Regions from separate parts of the Zea mays genome. Here region 1 is linked to region 2. The links are chromatin contacts, called in public Hi-C maps. All regions are on one chromosome and are shown on one strand. Each heading gives the region's core, a stretch centred on a gene start, on an enhancer-like site or on the middle of the called end of the contact. The rest is flanking DNA. Distances are from core to core; before and after follow the strand shown. Region 1 holds the start of LOC100274762. Region 2 holds the start of LOC100191849 (putative AMP-dependent synthetase and ligase superfamily protein).

Region 1 (3,060 bases), core at 527-3,026, 190 kb after region 2:
TGATCAGTGCAACGATGAGCGGTGTCACTTGCTGTCGAAATAAAAAAAACAAGCTGGCATTTGATCTGTACTAGATTTCAAACAATGAATTTGCTTCTTAGTGTTTACAGAAATCATGTTGTCATTTAGTATTTTTGAAATTTTTGAATACTTTTGACAGTTTTTTTCTGAACAGTTGGAGACTTGAACCACTTGATCAGTGCAACGATGAGCGGTGTCACTTGCTGCCTCTGCTTCCTAGGACAGCTGAACTATGACATGCACAAGCTTGCAGTCAACCTGATCTCGTTCCCTCGGCTCTACTTCTTCATGATCGGCTTTGCGCCACTCACCTCGCGTGGCTCGCAGCAGTAGCATGCGCTCACCGTCTCTGAGCTAACCCAGCAGATGTGGGATGCCAAGAACATGATGTGTGTTGCTAACCCACGCCTCTGCCATGTTCCACAGCATCTGCCATGTTCCGTGGGTCAGCCTCTGCCATGATGTGTGGGTCGCTGTCTCACAGCCTCTGCCATGTTCCGTGGCAAGATGAGCACTAAGGAGGTTGATGAGCAAATGATTAATGTCCAGAACAAGAACTCGTCCTACTTTGTGGAGTGGATACCCAACAACGTCAAGTCCAGCTTATGATTAAGCATTATATATTTACTCTTTAGAAATTATTTGTGCGATTCCATTTCAATCTATTTGGGTAGACATATTTATACCGTTCTGTATCTATGTTTAATCACAGATTTTACCGTCACTATTGTACTCACGTCGCTCGTCGCCAGTGCCCTAAGTCCATTAGAGGGTCGTAATTTGTGTTCCGTGGCATCGCACGGGCACATTCCTAGTAATAGTAAAATTTAGGGGTTGTTTGGTTCGTGGCTAAATATGTCATACTTTGCTTAAAGTTAGTCGTTCGAATTAAAAAACTAACCTTATATAAAAAAGTTAGACAAAGTATGGCAAGTTAGGCATCAAACCAAACAGGCTCTTAGTACAACACTTATTCTATAAATTTCGTTAGATTCAAAATTTGTCGAGTCCTCAAAATAAGTGAATATTACGCTCATCCGGCTGCTGGACTTGTAGACTTATAGCACCGCTGCGCTGGACAGCACAGCAGCCATTGCACAGGGAGTACACTAGTATGCACGGGTCTAGAGATGTCAATGGGTAATTCCCCATCGGGTTATAGCATCCCAGACTCATCCCCATCATGTTTGATACATCCCCATACCCATACCCATACCCATCATGGGTACAAAACTCATCCCATACCCATCCCCATTCGGGTTTCGGGTCCCCAATGGGTCCCCATCCCCAATTAAGGAATAACTAGGTACTAACATCTAGCACAAACTATCCAGATTTCATACATCACCACATAGGCAAGCACTCATCCATGAACCATTATCCATTCATCCATCCATCAGAAAAGAAATCAGTACTTGGGACCAATATAAGAAATGGAGTCTGCCGGGTTTGATGGCCGACTCGGCCTCAACTCATTCATACAAACAGGACAGGTGTACACGTATGAAATACCTATGAGTAATCGGGTTCGGATTATTGTTTCCCAAACCCATACCCGTTTACCCAATGGGTAGAGATTTTGTCCCATATCCATACCTATGGGACAATTTTTGTCCCATACCCGTACCCTAATAGGGGAATTCCCCACGGGTTATCGGGTATCAGGTCCCCATTGACATCTCTACACGGGTCTCAGCAGGTGTCAAAGAACCATGAAGTCGCCGCGCACGGTCCAGAAGAGTGCCACGAGTAAATACCGCACTCCGCACGGACACGTGCTGGCAAAGCATGCGTACGTGTCCTCTCCAGTTCTTCCCCAGGAGGCCAAGGACCCAGTAGAACGCCGATCTGTTGTATACGGAGTTACGGACTGGCGCCGCCGCTTAGTCACCACCCACCAAACTTCACGGCTTCGGCTATCTTCAAGAGACAAGAGTGGAGGGCGAAGAGCAGAGCTGGGGGGGAGATGAACAGCGGCGTGGACACGCAGGCGCGGGCGCTCGCGGACGAGGTGCGCGGTAGTTTAGAGACGAAGAACTGGATGCTGGACCTCGGTCACCCGCTCCTGAACCGCGTCGCCGAGAGCTTCGCCAAGGCCGCGGGGGTAAGGCAGCACGCCGCTCCCGAACAACTCAGGTCGGCCGGTTCCTTCCACTACTGCCTCCTGATCCCGTGTGTCTCCGCAGATCGGCGCAGTGCAGGCGGTCGCCAGGGAATCGTACTTCATGGCGACTGAAGGTAACAGCAAGCTGTTGCGCTACTTGGCTCTGTTTTTTTTTTTTTTTGACTTGCTGTGACCAACTGCAGGCGAGGGAGGATCTGTGTCCGGCGCGACCGGCGCAAGGAAACGCTCGTTCCCGGAGCTCAATGGTAAACGTCTCTGATTGTTCCAGCCGATTGTTACTTTGTAACCTCGTCTAAATAAGCGAGCTTTAATTTGATCTCGTGTTGGCAGGGACGAACAGTAGCAGCATCAAGTCGGCAGAGGCCATGGTACGCCACCTGGCTACAAAATCAGCCCACCAGATCTTGTAATTGTTGTTTGTGATTTTTGTTTCTTTCATTCCCGTCACAGGTGAAAAGCGTGAGCAAAGAGTCGTTACAGTGGGGTAACACTTTCCATACAGCATGAGTACTCGAACCAATGAGCATTTTTACTACCCGCTGGCAGCTGGCCGCCGCTTGATCTGACTCTGATCTGGGCGTCATGCATCGTGCAGGGCTCGCGGCTGGGGTGCACTCCGGCCTCACCTACGGCCTCGCGGGGGTGCGCGGGACGCACGACTGGAGGAACAGCGCCGTGGCTGGCGCCATCACGGGCGCCGCGGTCGCGCTCACGTCGGAGCACGCGTCGCACGAGCAGGTCGTGCAGTGCGCCATCACCGGCGCCGCGCTCTCCACGGCCGCCAACGTGCTCTCCGGCATATTCTGAGCCGCCGGCCGTGCCGTGCCGCTCGATTTCCGAGGATTGGCTGATAGTTCTGTCACCCAATCGTTCGGGTACCGTCGCTCTTACGCTTCAGTACGATAACTTGGGAG
Region 2 (2,932 bases), core at 110-2,609:
GCAAAGAGAGTAATGGTTGCAGCTGCTCAGGGTTTCCTTTTACATTGGCAAATGGCAAATGACAGTGAATTAGTGGGTTGGCCTTCCAATACATTCCTGGATAAACTTGACCATAAAATTCCCAAACAAGCAGCGACCATTCTCAAATATAGTGAGCAGTGATTTTCTGACATGGAAGCTTTGTTGAAACAAGAGATTTTTATCAAAACTTGGAAACATGTGACCATAGTTCTAAGTTGTACCTACGCCCAGGTGAATATGGCACAGGATTCAAGATCTGCCCTTGTAGCACAATGCCACAGATATGGTAAATGAGCTAAATTTGGATTTTTTTTCCTGGTCCTCGGGGATACTGATAATCGTGCTCTTTGCCTCTTTGACATATTTGAGGGAAACCATACTAGTGGTGAGTGGTGAGTGGTGACAATAGTGGGCGCACTTTTATCATCCTATTTCAGTTCGATGGCTCCCACTTGCCACCGGCATCAAGATATGAAAACGGATGATCTGTACCAACAGATATGGCAGTCAGCATGTGATGCATCAAAGTCATGTCTTTGAGCATACAAGAAAAAGTAACTGAAATAACAAACTGATTAAGCTTTCCGAGATGCCATGCTGTTTATACCAAGAAAACGCTTTCTTTCAGCCACCCATATATCCATCACCAGAGGATACAAACATAACCATCTGTTTCAGCGTTGTACCCGTCTGTAATAGGCGCGTACCGCGTACGGCTAATTAGATCAGTGTTTCTACCTGCGTTCTTGGTGTGTATTCGTAAGGGCTCTTAAACATTTTTCGTCTTAATCGATACACAACTCATGCGTGTTTCAACTTTCACAAAAAAAAAAAACAAGAGTTGGCACACCCCAGTTTTATCAGCATAGTTTTTGCTTGGTAGCAGGTTGCAGCGTCATAACCATTTATTTCTGAAAACAAAATACTATTACTATTACATTGTAAAGTGTAAGATTTCTCTCTGTTGACATCTCGGAAGTAAGTGTAAGTCGGAACAGCAAAGGCAGAAGACCATATGCATATGCGCACGGAGAAAGGGAGAGGGAGCCGCACCGTGCTTCCGTGGCCGACGGATCTGCGCGCGAGGGCGGAGGCGAGGCGGCGGCAGCGGCTGTAGGTGTCGGCCCAGGTGTAGCGCACGGGCCCGTGCACGACGGAGGCCCTGGCCGGGTGGGTCAGCGCGGCGCGCTCGAGGAACCAGAGCGGCGTGAGCGCCGTGTAGTTGGCGTCGTTCCGCGGCAGGTCGTCGATGTCCCGCTCCGCCGCCATCGCCGGGTCACCACCACCAATGCCAACCTCGGCAGAGCTGAGGTGCGACTTTGACTTGGCACGGCCGCACGGAGATATGCAGGTGGTGTGGGACTGTTGGGGGGGGGGGGGGGGGGGGGGGGGATGGAAGCGCGCAGAGTCGTCCGAACAAGTGGGGGCGCTTTGCCGTTTTTTATATGTGGAGGGCGGAGATGAGGAGCGGGTGGTGCAGATCCGCCGTGGCGAGGGTTTTTTAATGGCGGCGCAGTGTGCAGGGCGTCTGTGCGGGAAGGTGGGTGGGTGGCGCGAGGCGTGGGTGGTGGCGAACGCCGTGGCTGATCCGTTCCGGTTGGATTCAGAGAATTCCTGCTGTTTGTTTATGGGCGGGAGTCCAGTTTTTTGGTGGCAGATGGGCAATCCTTAGGATGGCGATTGCAATTCAAGTATTCAGGGATGCATGAATTGCATGTTAGCAGTAAGATTCTAAACAGCTGCCTCCTCAAAAAGAAGGGTTCTGAATTGATCAAGTGATTGACATGCCTGTCATGTGGCAACAGCCAACAGCTCCAACTATACATTGGTAGTGTTCTACACTGTACATAAGCACATCTCATACAGTTGTATGTTACCAGCTAGAGTATACTACTCTGTACGCCAACAGATGTATGGCACATGTCAGTACTCCATTTCTTTCCTAGCCGAAAGCGGACGTGTGGGACAGGGCCCTCGCCGGCGTGTTCACTTTCGTGGCGGCGCAAAACAACGAGCGCAAATAAACTCCATAAAAGCTCACGAAGTCACGATGACCTGTTCAAAAGGGTTTTAGGAAAAATATTAGGAGCCGTTGGAGTATTACTTGAATACCTGTTTTATTGAATCTAATACTTTTAAGAAGATTCCAATTTCTATGTTTTAGGAGCAAGATTTTAGAACATATAGTTGAGTTGTAAAGGACAATGTCATGTTCGGTTAGAAGTGGATTGAAAAAGATTATAAGTGATTAATTTTTTTTACTGATCAAAATTAAATCAAGATAGATTTAATCTCCCTTAATGCCTTCTGATCTCCCTGCAACCAACACCTTTAGTTAAAAGACCACAAGGAATTCAAGCCCTCCCCGCGTTTCAAGTCATTTTACTTCACGCGGTGACGATGCGTGGCATAAAAAAATTCGCCACCATCACGACCTCACGGACCCAAGAGTTTTTCTCAAATCGGGTTGACCGCTCCCTCTCACGCCGTTGCGTCCGCTCCCTTCCACACCGCCTCCTTCCCTACCTCCCTCACGCTCGCCGTCGCATTCGCCTCAGCCGACCATGCCACCACCTCTCGATGCCGCATTCACCTCATCCGACCCCGCCACGTGCCACCACCTCTCGTCGTAGCTTGCATCCGTTACCGCGACAGGGTCGCCGCTCACCGGAGGAGGCGGAGCGCCGCGTCGCCGCGACCAGGAAGCGCTCCCACTCGACGCTCAACGTTGCCTTCCGTGCGCTCGAGGTGGAGGCCAGGGACGCCAAGATGGAGGCGTCGTATCCGCCTCGTGAGGGAAAGGAGAGCCGCTCCGCCACCGACACTGTCCTCGAGGAGAAGAGGTATTCTGTGGCCTCCAATCCGCTCGCAAGGAGAGACGCTCCATGGGCGCTAGCGTCCTCGAGGATCA

Evidence for each region. A called contact is a pair of places that touch in the nucleus more often than the background predicts.
Region 1: a Hi-C map of tassel shows a contact between it and region 2, with 4 times the contacts expected there. The contact joins the promoter of LOC100274762 here to the promoter of LOC100191849 in region 2. A contact is called at or near these places in 2 of 25 Hi-C or Micro-C datasets (ear and tassel).

The regions. Positions count from the first base shown.
Region 1 is chr1:48,713,259-48,716,318 of Zm-B73-REFERENCE-NAM-5.0, forward strand. LOC100274762 reads left to right here and starts at 1,777. Exons shown (of 6, transcript NM_001352623.1): 1 at 1,777-2,125; 2 at 2,208-2,259; 3 at 2,329-2,391; 4 at 2,477-2,514; 5 at 2,597-2,630; 6 at 2,742-3,060. The coding sequence starts at 1,988. The coding sequence ends at 2,953. It also overlaps the pseudogene LOC109943294.
Region 2 is chr1:48,527,393-48,530,324 of Zm-B73-REFERENCE-NAM-5.0, forward strand. LOC100191849 (putative AMP-dependent synthetase and ligase superfamily protein) reads right to left here and starts at 1,360. Exons shown (of 3, transcript NM_001137273.2): 1 at 1,075-1,360. The coding sequence starts at 1,290.